2 separate regions of the Sus scrofa genome follow, and region 2 is linked to region 1. The links are chromatin contacts, called in public Hi-C maps. All regions are on one chromosome and are shown on one strand. The core of a region is the stretch at or near the end of the contact, and the rest is flanking DNA. Distances in the headings are between cores, read along the strand shown. Region 1 has its middle 16 kb from the start of CDH13. Region 2 overlaps LOC102166616 (a long non-coding RNA gene).

The links. A called contact is a pair of places that touch in the nucleus more often than the background predicts.
Region 2: a contact with region 1 is called in a Hi-C map of skeletal muscle, with 4 times the contacts expected there. The contact joins two enhancer-like sites. A contact is called at or near these places in 1 of 47 Hi-C or Micro-C datasets (skeletal muscle) and 1 of 2 datasets of contacts at active chromatin or transcription factors (skeletal muscle).

The regions. Positions count from the first base shown.
Region 1 is chr6:5,846,582-5,850,622 of Sscrofa11.1, reverse strand. No RefSeq gene overlaps it. Among named protein-coding and RNA genes, the nearest start is that of CDH13, 16 kb to the right of the region's middle. Within about 2 kb of position 2,387, at least 1 of the 83 cell types and tissues checked has an H3K27ac peak or open chromatin away from gene starts, as enhancers often do. A contact at or near this core is called in skeletal muscle, where this site is marked.
Region 2 is chr6:5,975,950-5,979,990 of Sscrofa11.1, reverse strand. All of the region lies in intron 4 of LOC102166616 (a long non-coding RNA gene), which reads left to right. Among named protein-coding and RNA genes, the nearest start is that of CDH13, 150 kb to the right of the region's middle. Within about 2 kb of position 2,315, at least 3 of the 83 cell types and tissues checked have an H3K27ac peak or open chromatin away from gene starts, as enhancers often do. A contact at or near this core is called in skeletal muscle, where this site is marked.

The DNA of each region.
Region 1 (4,041 bases), core at 1,138-3,637:
GTCTCTGGGGGTAGGGGCTGGGCTTTGCTGTGCTCACATTTGGAAACTTCCTCGCTACGCCTCTCAGCGCCCTGCTCTGATAGTGCCTGTCCAATTCTGCTCCCTCGCCCTTCCCAGGCTCCACATCACCTCCTGTGTGTTTCCCATAAGCTCTTTTGAATTTGCTCACTCCCGTAGCGTCGGAGAAGAGCTGCGTTGTTAATGCCAGAGCCAGCTTCTCCCATGAGCCTATGTCACACAAATAAAATAGATGTTTGCCTTTGTTCAGCATGCTCCACTTTTTTACACTCCTGGCACAGGCTTTTAACAGAGTTTATTAGAAATGGAAAAGAAAGCCTCTAAAGGCAGCCAAAGGACGCCTGTGCATTCTTCTGATTCTAGCTCCTGCCCTTCTTCCCCGGTGCCTGTGTTTTCGATAACAAATGTCACAGGGGAATGGGGAGACGAATGGGGTGATAAGTGCAAACTGTTAACTGTGTTCAGCTCTGTGGAGCCTGCTAGGGTGCCACCACTGAGCTCCACGCTGCGGCAGCAGAAAGCACTTTCCTGCCGTCCTCCCATGCCCTCCATTTTTCATAATGGCGCAGAGGGGGAAAACACTGGGCATCCCAGTGCTCCCATTATTGGTTCTGGCTTTGCCACCAATATGCTGGGAAACTGCGGCCATGTGACTGAAGCTTTCTGGGCTTCGCTTTCCTTCTGTGCTGTGAACCTGTATCCTTCTTGTTTCACAGGGTTGCACAACTATATCTGTTAAGATATTATTCCTTGGATTAAAGAAGAAATATACTTCCCCCCCCCCCGCTACCCCAGAGTGCCTACCATTGGTTGCTTTCCTGTGGGGCTCAGAGACCAAGGCGAACTGACTTAATGGGATAATAGCCAACGGGCAAGCACTTGGCAAACTTGCCATTGCTGCTGTTCTTGAGTCTGCTAGGGCAGTAGCGGGCCGGTCATGGGGCATTGAGAGGGAACAGTGAAGGAAGCTCTGAGGGTTGGGTAGGCCTGGTGAGAGGCTCTTGGTGGGGAATTTAAGGTGGGATAAAAGCTGGATAATGTGGGAAGGGAAGATGAGGGAAATGACGGATGGTAAGAAATCAGGCTGGAAAATGTATTGGACATAACGATTGTCTTAGTCCATTCAGGCTGCTGTAACAAAATGCCACAGACCAAGAGGCCTATAAACTATAGACATTAATTTCTTGCCGCTCTGGAGGCTGGAAGTCTGCAGTCAGGGATCAGCAAGTGGGGTGGTGGTTACAGTGTGTGACTTCTGAGGCCAGGTCATAAAAAGGCATTGCAGCTTCCTCCCTGGCCTCTTGGTTTCTCCCTCTGGGGAAAGCCAGTCACCGTGACGTGAGGAAGCTCAAGATCCAGGTGAAGAAGATCTGGGGCCTCCTGCCACCAGCCAGCACCAATTTGCCAGCCACATGAGGGAGCCACTTTGAAAGAAGGTTCTCCAGCCCCAGTCAGGCCTTTAGATGCCTATAGTCTTGGTCAATCTCTTGGCTAATAGAGAGCCTTGAGTCAGAATTTTCCAGCTAAGCTGCTTCTGAATTCCTGACCCTAGAAACTCTGCGTGATAGTAGATGTTTACTGTTATTTTAAGCCTCTGAGTTTGGAAGCAGCAATAGGTAACTAACACAGTGGGTATGAATTTGGTGCCAGGGAGAGCTGAAGGTCCAAACTAGAGAAGCCAATTCTTACTTTTAATCTATGGAGTAAAAGCAGCAAAGAAGACTCTGATTTTTTTCTAAAGACAACTTTGTAGTTTGTGAGAACTGCATCACAGGAAGGAAAAAGGAGAGCACTCACATTCATAGGCCTGGGACTTCCACACCTTAGCTGAAGCTACAGGCTTAAAAAAATCCGTGACTACAACCAGAGCCCCCTGTGGACATTGATTGTGGCCGTTGCCTCGTGGTCATCCGGGAGGAGGGACCTCGTGTCATTCTTGGGGGAAGACGAAGCCTTGCTGTGCTCAGCAGAGGAGAGGAAGGTGGTCCTTGCTGTAAGGTAGCCAACTTCAAAAAGGCTTTTTGAAAAGCATACGGATAACATACCTTTGAAAGACATGACTGTATTTGTCCAGTAAAACATGCGGGGTCTGTAAGTGGGTTCCAGCATTTTTGCAAGAGAGTCAAGACTTTGAAGATCTATAAAAGGGTCATGGTGTGGGTTGAGTGGAGTAAAACGCTCCAGCTCTCTTGTTAGTTGGGATGGTTCAGTTTCAGAATATGTGGCATGAAGTTCAGTTGACTGTGGATTGTCATCAGCGTGAGGACGGAAATAAAAGCCAGACCATAAGGCTCAGGAGCTGGGCAGAGCTGCAGTGGCCAGGGCCAGGCCTGAGGTCAAGTGAGAAGGACTCTCTACAGTTGTTACAAACACGGCTGCTCAGATATTTTTAGAGAGACTTAAAGCATCTGTGACTTGGATAAGCAGTTCCCTGCTCCATCTGGAATTCTCCAATTTCCTTTCTAAAGTTTGCAGGCTGACAGAGTTCTGTTAGTGTCTCCCGATTCCTGGGGTATATGAAGAAGTCCATTGGCCAGTCCAGGATGAGGCTACAGATGCCAGGCAGTGAGGGAGTCTGGCTCTCATCCTGAGAGCCACCCCACACAGGAAGCCTAGGATGGGCTTTCACTCCTTCAGAGAAGGCAGATTTCTTCCCCTTCCTACTGTGTGCCTATGCCGTCCAGATCGTATATGAGGACTGAGTGGAGGGTGCTCATCAAATCTCATAACACTTTGGGAGTTCCCTGGCTCAGCAGGTTAAGGATCTGGCACTGTCCCTGCTGTGGCTCGAGTCCCTGCTGTGGCATGGGTTTGATCCCTGGCCCAGGAACTTCCATATGCCTTGGGCACAGCACCCCCACCACCAAAAGGTGATGACACTTAAAATTACTATTATTTTCAAGTTGTTAAGTCATGGTACCTTTTCTATAAGATGGGCCATAGTATTTTTTTTTTCTGATTGAAAATGAAATACAACTAATTAAAGGAATAAATAACATTAGAAAATGTTTAAAAGGCAATAAGGCACTCAAAAACATGGGTCATTTTACATCTCACCTGAGCAAACAAAATGACCGCAAGAGAGGTGTAGCCTAGTCAAGAGTGATTTGTTGAGCCAAAATCCCACTTGAAACAAAATAAGCAAACCAAAACAGAACCAAAACCAAAGAAGAAAAGAAAGAGAAATTTATTGGACTGTTGCATGGTTCATTGACTTGACTTAGCTCCATCTTCCACTTTTTGTCTTTTTAGAGCCACACCCACGGCATATGGAGGTTCCCAGGCAGGGGGTTCAATTGGAGCTGTAGCTGTTGCCCTACACCAGAGCCACAGCTATACCAGATCTGAGCCGCATCTTCGACCCACACCACAATCAAATGCTGGATCCTTCACCCACTGAGCAAGGCCAGGGATCAAACCCACAACATCATGGTTCCCAGTCGGATTCATTTTGGCTGCGCCAAGACGGGAACTCCCTCCATCTTCCAGTTTCTTGTTTCCGATTTTTAAGAAAGAGAGTTGGATTGGCATGAGTGGTTCAGGATCCTTCCCAGGAAGGCAGGGTAGGATAGCATGATGCTGGGACCGTCACGGGTTAGGCAGGTTAAGGACATTTTCAGATAGGAGGGCCATGAACTGGACAGATACTCAGAGTGTCTTGTACAAAATTCTCTCCTGGTAGGAGCACTGGTTAGTTCATAAACATGGTACGTTAAGGGGCTGTAAAAACTACAAGGCTATAAAGTTGCCGTATTTAACTAAAAAAAAAAAAAAAAAAAAAAAAAGGAAGGAAATAAGGACAGAGGAAATGGGTAAGGGAGGGTGGAGGGAGAAAGAGAGAAACAATTATTTCAAGTATGCAATAACTGTTATATACTAAAAAATTATTTGTTGTTTATTTGAAATGCAAATTTACCTAAGCATCCTGTATTTTATCTGGCAATGCTACCCAACGGTAATTCTTCTCTATTGGAGCTGTCATGGAGAAGGACTTGGGAGAATTTAAACTGAGTCTCTAACTAA
Region 2 (4,041 bases), core at 1,066-3,565, 130 kb before region 1:
AGATGTTTGCTTCTGTAAAAGCTGGTTAAACTCTGAAAGATGAGCACCGTGTATGGCCTGCCATGTGGAAAGGCCTCTTGTGATGTCCAGGACACAGAGGATTGTGTGTGCTCATGCACATGTCCGCACACACACATGTGCACACGTGATTAGAGGCAGGTGGAGTGGTGGGTGACATTTGGAAGCAATGTAGCATGACTCTGCCATGCACGAGGCATGAAGTTGGAAAGGGCACTGGCTGTTGGGAGAGAGACATGAGTCTATTGCTTTAAGGGCAGCTTCCTTGCAGCTGCTGGAGAGGCAGGAGAGAGAACTTTGAGATAAGCTGCTCTCCCCTGTGTGATTACCAGCCTAGGGTGATCTTGGACAAGCCTCTTAAACTCTCTGAGCCTCTGTGTTTCTGTCTTCAAATGGGAATGCTGGAATAACCCCTCATCTGTGCTGTTGAACAATTAGGGCTTCTGCATATTAACCCTGGCGGCTCCCAGTTGGCTTGCAGTAATGGTCGAGTACCTCCATTTGGGTTTCTTGCTGTCTGCTCATCCTTCTGCAGATGCTGATTTGGGCATTCCTCTTCTGCCACATCCCCTACTCTGGATCCCTTGGTTTCAGTGGAAGCTGCCAGAACTCTGCCCACATCCCCTTGCTCAACCATCTCAGTGGAAGCCCTTCTGACCCCCAGCTGCCAGAACCTGCATTTCTTCCCAGGGTCACCAGAACCTGCTCCACCAGACTGGCAGTCTCGAGGATTTAACATCCTTCCACCCCATGCCTGGGATGGTCCTTCCCCAAAGATTGATGAGAGCTGGTGTCTACACCCCAGTTCCCTCAGTCTTCAAGGGGGCTGATGCTGAAGTCATGTGCTACAATGAATGCCATTGTCTTGATGGGAATAGCTTCAGTTGCCCGCAGTGGTTGCTGACTTGAAAACATTCCCTTTATTGCTTCTTGAGTGTCTGCACAGCATGGCAACTGGCACTGAACAATCCAAGAAAGCAAGACGGAAGCAGCAGTGTCTTTTATGACCTATGTGTTTCCTATGGCCACTGTGATAAATGAAAACAAACAAAAACCTTGGTAGCTTAAAACAACACAGATTTATTCTTTTATGGTTCTGTAGATTCGAAGTCCAAAATCAGTTTCACTGGGCTAAAAAGCAAGGTGTCAAGAGGGCCATGCACCCTCCAGAGTCTCTGTGGGGACTTTCGTCCCTTAACTTTTCCAGCTTCTCGAGGTCTTCCTCATTCCTTGGCTCCTGGCCTCATCACATCAGCTTCTTTCTCTTCAGTTGTCAGATCCTCGCTGTCCTTCTCTTATAAGGACCCTATAACTACTTAGGGCCCACCTGGATAATCCAGGATAATTGTCTCATCTCGAGATCCCTAACCACATCTGTGAAGTCCCCTTTGTCATTTTAGGAAACCCTCACAGGGTCTAGGGATTGGGATGTGAACATCATTCAGCTGACCACAGCCTACCTTCAGAGATCCCATGCTATCTTCTCCTCTACATTAATTAAAAATGAGTTACCAGGTACAGCACACATTCGAAGGAGAGGAATTAGGCCTTCTTTTTGAGGGGAGAACTGTAGACATATTTTGCAGCTTCCGAATAGAGAAATCATAAGACATCTTGCTCCCGGCATGTGTACACATACCCCAATTTCTGATGCTTTTTCTTTCGCAAGTTCAGTTGCTAAGACACTTATGTCTTCCACTGGCCATTCTGCTCTTCCTCTGGGTTCAAAGGGTTCCACCCCAACCCAGGGACACTCCGTGAGTCTGATTCTCAGCTGCCCTTCCTGTGACAGAGTGCTCATGAGGACACCAAAGTAAAAATAACACATGTAATCTTAAACTCCAACTATCTGCTGCCTCTTTTGCTTTGGAAGGGGTCATAATTCATAAGGCTGAGAAAAGGATTTCTATACAGACACTAGAGGCAGCAGGAGAGAAAAAGAATTGGAATTTTACATTGTCTGCCACTATTTACTCCTTTGCTTTAATCGATCAGAGTTTATTGAGAGCACACTATATGCCAGGTGCTGGGACACCTGGGGCAGGACACTGAACATGTGGGCACAGGACCTGCCCTCCAGGGGCTTCCAGTGCTCTATGGCCTCAGACAGGGACAAAATGTCCCCTCAGGAGCATCGTGATCACAATTACTGCCCCTACCTTCCCTCTTCTTTTGTTGTCCAAAAGCTTTTTGGAACTTTGAAAAGTAGCCAGAAAAGAGGCCACTGCAATCTGTTAGCACTATGAGCCCAACCCTATTTCATCAAGGCCCCCAGAATCTCAACTGCTGAATAGCAGAAAGCTAGCTGGAGAAGTTTATGATTGATGGGGTGTAAGATGACCATGCACAGAGGACATCTGGGGAGTTCCATCTGGAGCCACTACAGCACTGATGGCTTGTGGTCTCCAGTCCTTACTCTTAGCTCTCACCCCCGCATGCTCTCATCCTCCCCTCTAGTGCTGGCAAACAACTCATCTGCTTTCTGTCTCTATAGATTTGCCTATTTGGACATTTTGTACCAATGCAGTCATACAATATGAGGCCTTTTGAGTTGGCTTCTTTCACTGAGCATAGTGTTCTCAGGCTTCATCCACGTTATAGCATGTGTCAGTACTTCAGTCCTTTTTATGGATGAATAATAGTCCATTTTATGGATATACCACATTTTATTTATTTATTCCCTTCATTGGCTGATGGACATTTGGGTCAGTTCTACCTTTTGGTTGTTATAAATAATGCTGCTATGAATATTCATACATAAATTTTTGCATGGACATGTATTTTCATTTCTCTTGGTATATACCTAGGACTGTTACCTAGTGGCTCTGTGTTATCTTTCTGAGGAACTGACAGACTGTTTTCCAAAGTGGCTGCACTATTCTACAGTCCCCATCAGCAATGTAGGAAAGTTACAGGTTCTTTACTCCTTGCCAGCACTGGTTGTTGTCTACATTTTTTTTTTTTTTTTTTTTTTTTTTGGTCTTTTCTAGGGCCATGATCCATGGCATATGGAAGTTCCCAGGCTAGGGGTCATATTGGAGCTGTAGCCGCTGGCCTATGCCACAGCTACAACAATGCCAGATCCAAGCCACATCTGTGACCTACACCACAGCTCATGGCAACGCCAGATCCTTCACCCACTGAGCGAGGCCAGGGATTGAACCTGCAACCTCATGGTTCCTAGTTGGATTCATTAACCACTGCACCACAACGGGAACTCCATGTTGTCTGTCTTTTTGATTAGAGCTGTCCTAGTGGGTGTGGATTGGCATCAAACATGGTCTGCTTGGAGATTAGCATCTTTTGAAGTTTGACTTTCCATGAGGCCAGCCCCCATCTTCTTCGGTACCATCTCTCTACATCTTACCCGGTGCCCAGCTCATGGTAAATTCTCAGGCACCATGTGGGTTAGATGAAGTGGGTGGTTTTCCACATTTGCTGTTCTCAGTCATGCTCCATCCCATCTCCTACCTCATAAATAGGACTTTTCATTTCCCATCCATGATCTTCTTTTACCATCTGAATACCCACCCTGAAGTGTGGCGCAATACATTTCTGCTCAGGGACGGCCATTCCTTCCTGAACATTCACGTGATCTCAGAGTTGCTTCAGAGAGATTCTGCTTTAAAAGTCCAGAATCCAGAGTTCCCATCCTGGCTCAGCAGAAATGAATATGACTAGTATCCATGAGGATGCAGGTTTGATCCCTGGCCTTGCTCAATGGGTTATGGATCCGGTGTTGCTGTGAGCTGTGGTGTAGGTTGCAGATGTGGCTTGGATCTGGCATTGCTGTGGCTGTGGGGTAGGCCAGCGGCTACAGCTCCAGTGTGACCCCTAGCCTGCGAACCTCCAGGGCCTTGGGTGAGGCCCTGAAAAGACCAAAAAAAAAAAAAAAAAAAAAAAGAAAGTCTAGAATCCACCATGAATGCTCAATAAAGTACCTCATTTACCCAGTACCAGCCCAGTTCCAGCCTACAGGTGTTATCAAGAAATGCTTTCTTCTCCTTGCCTTGTGTTTTAGTT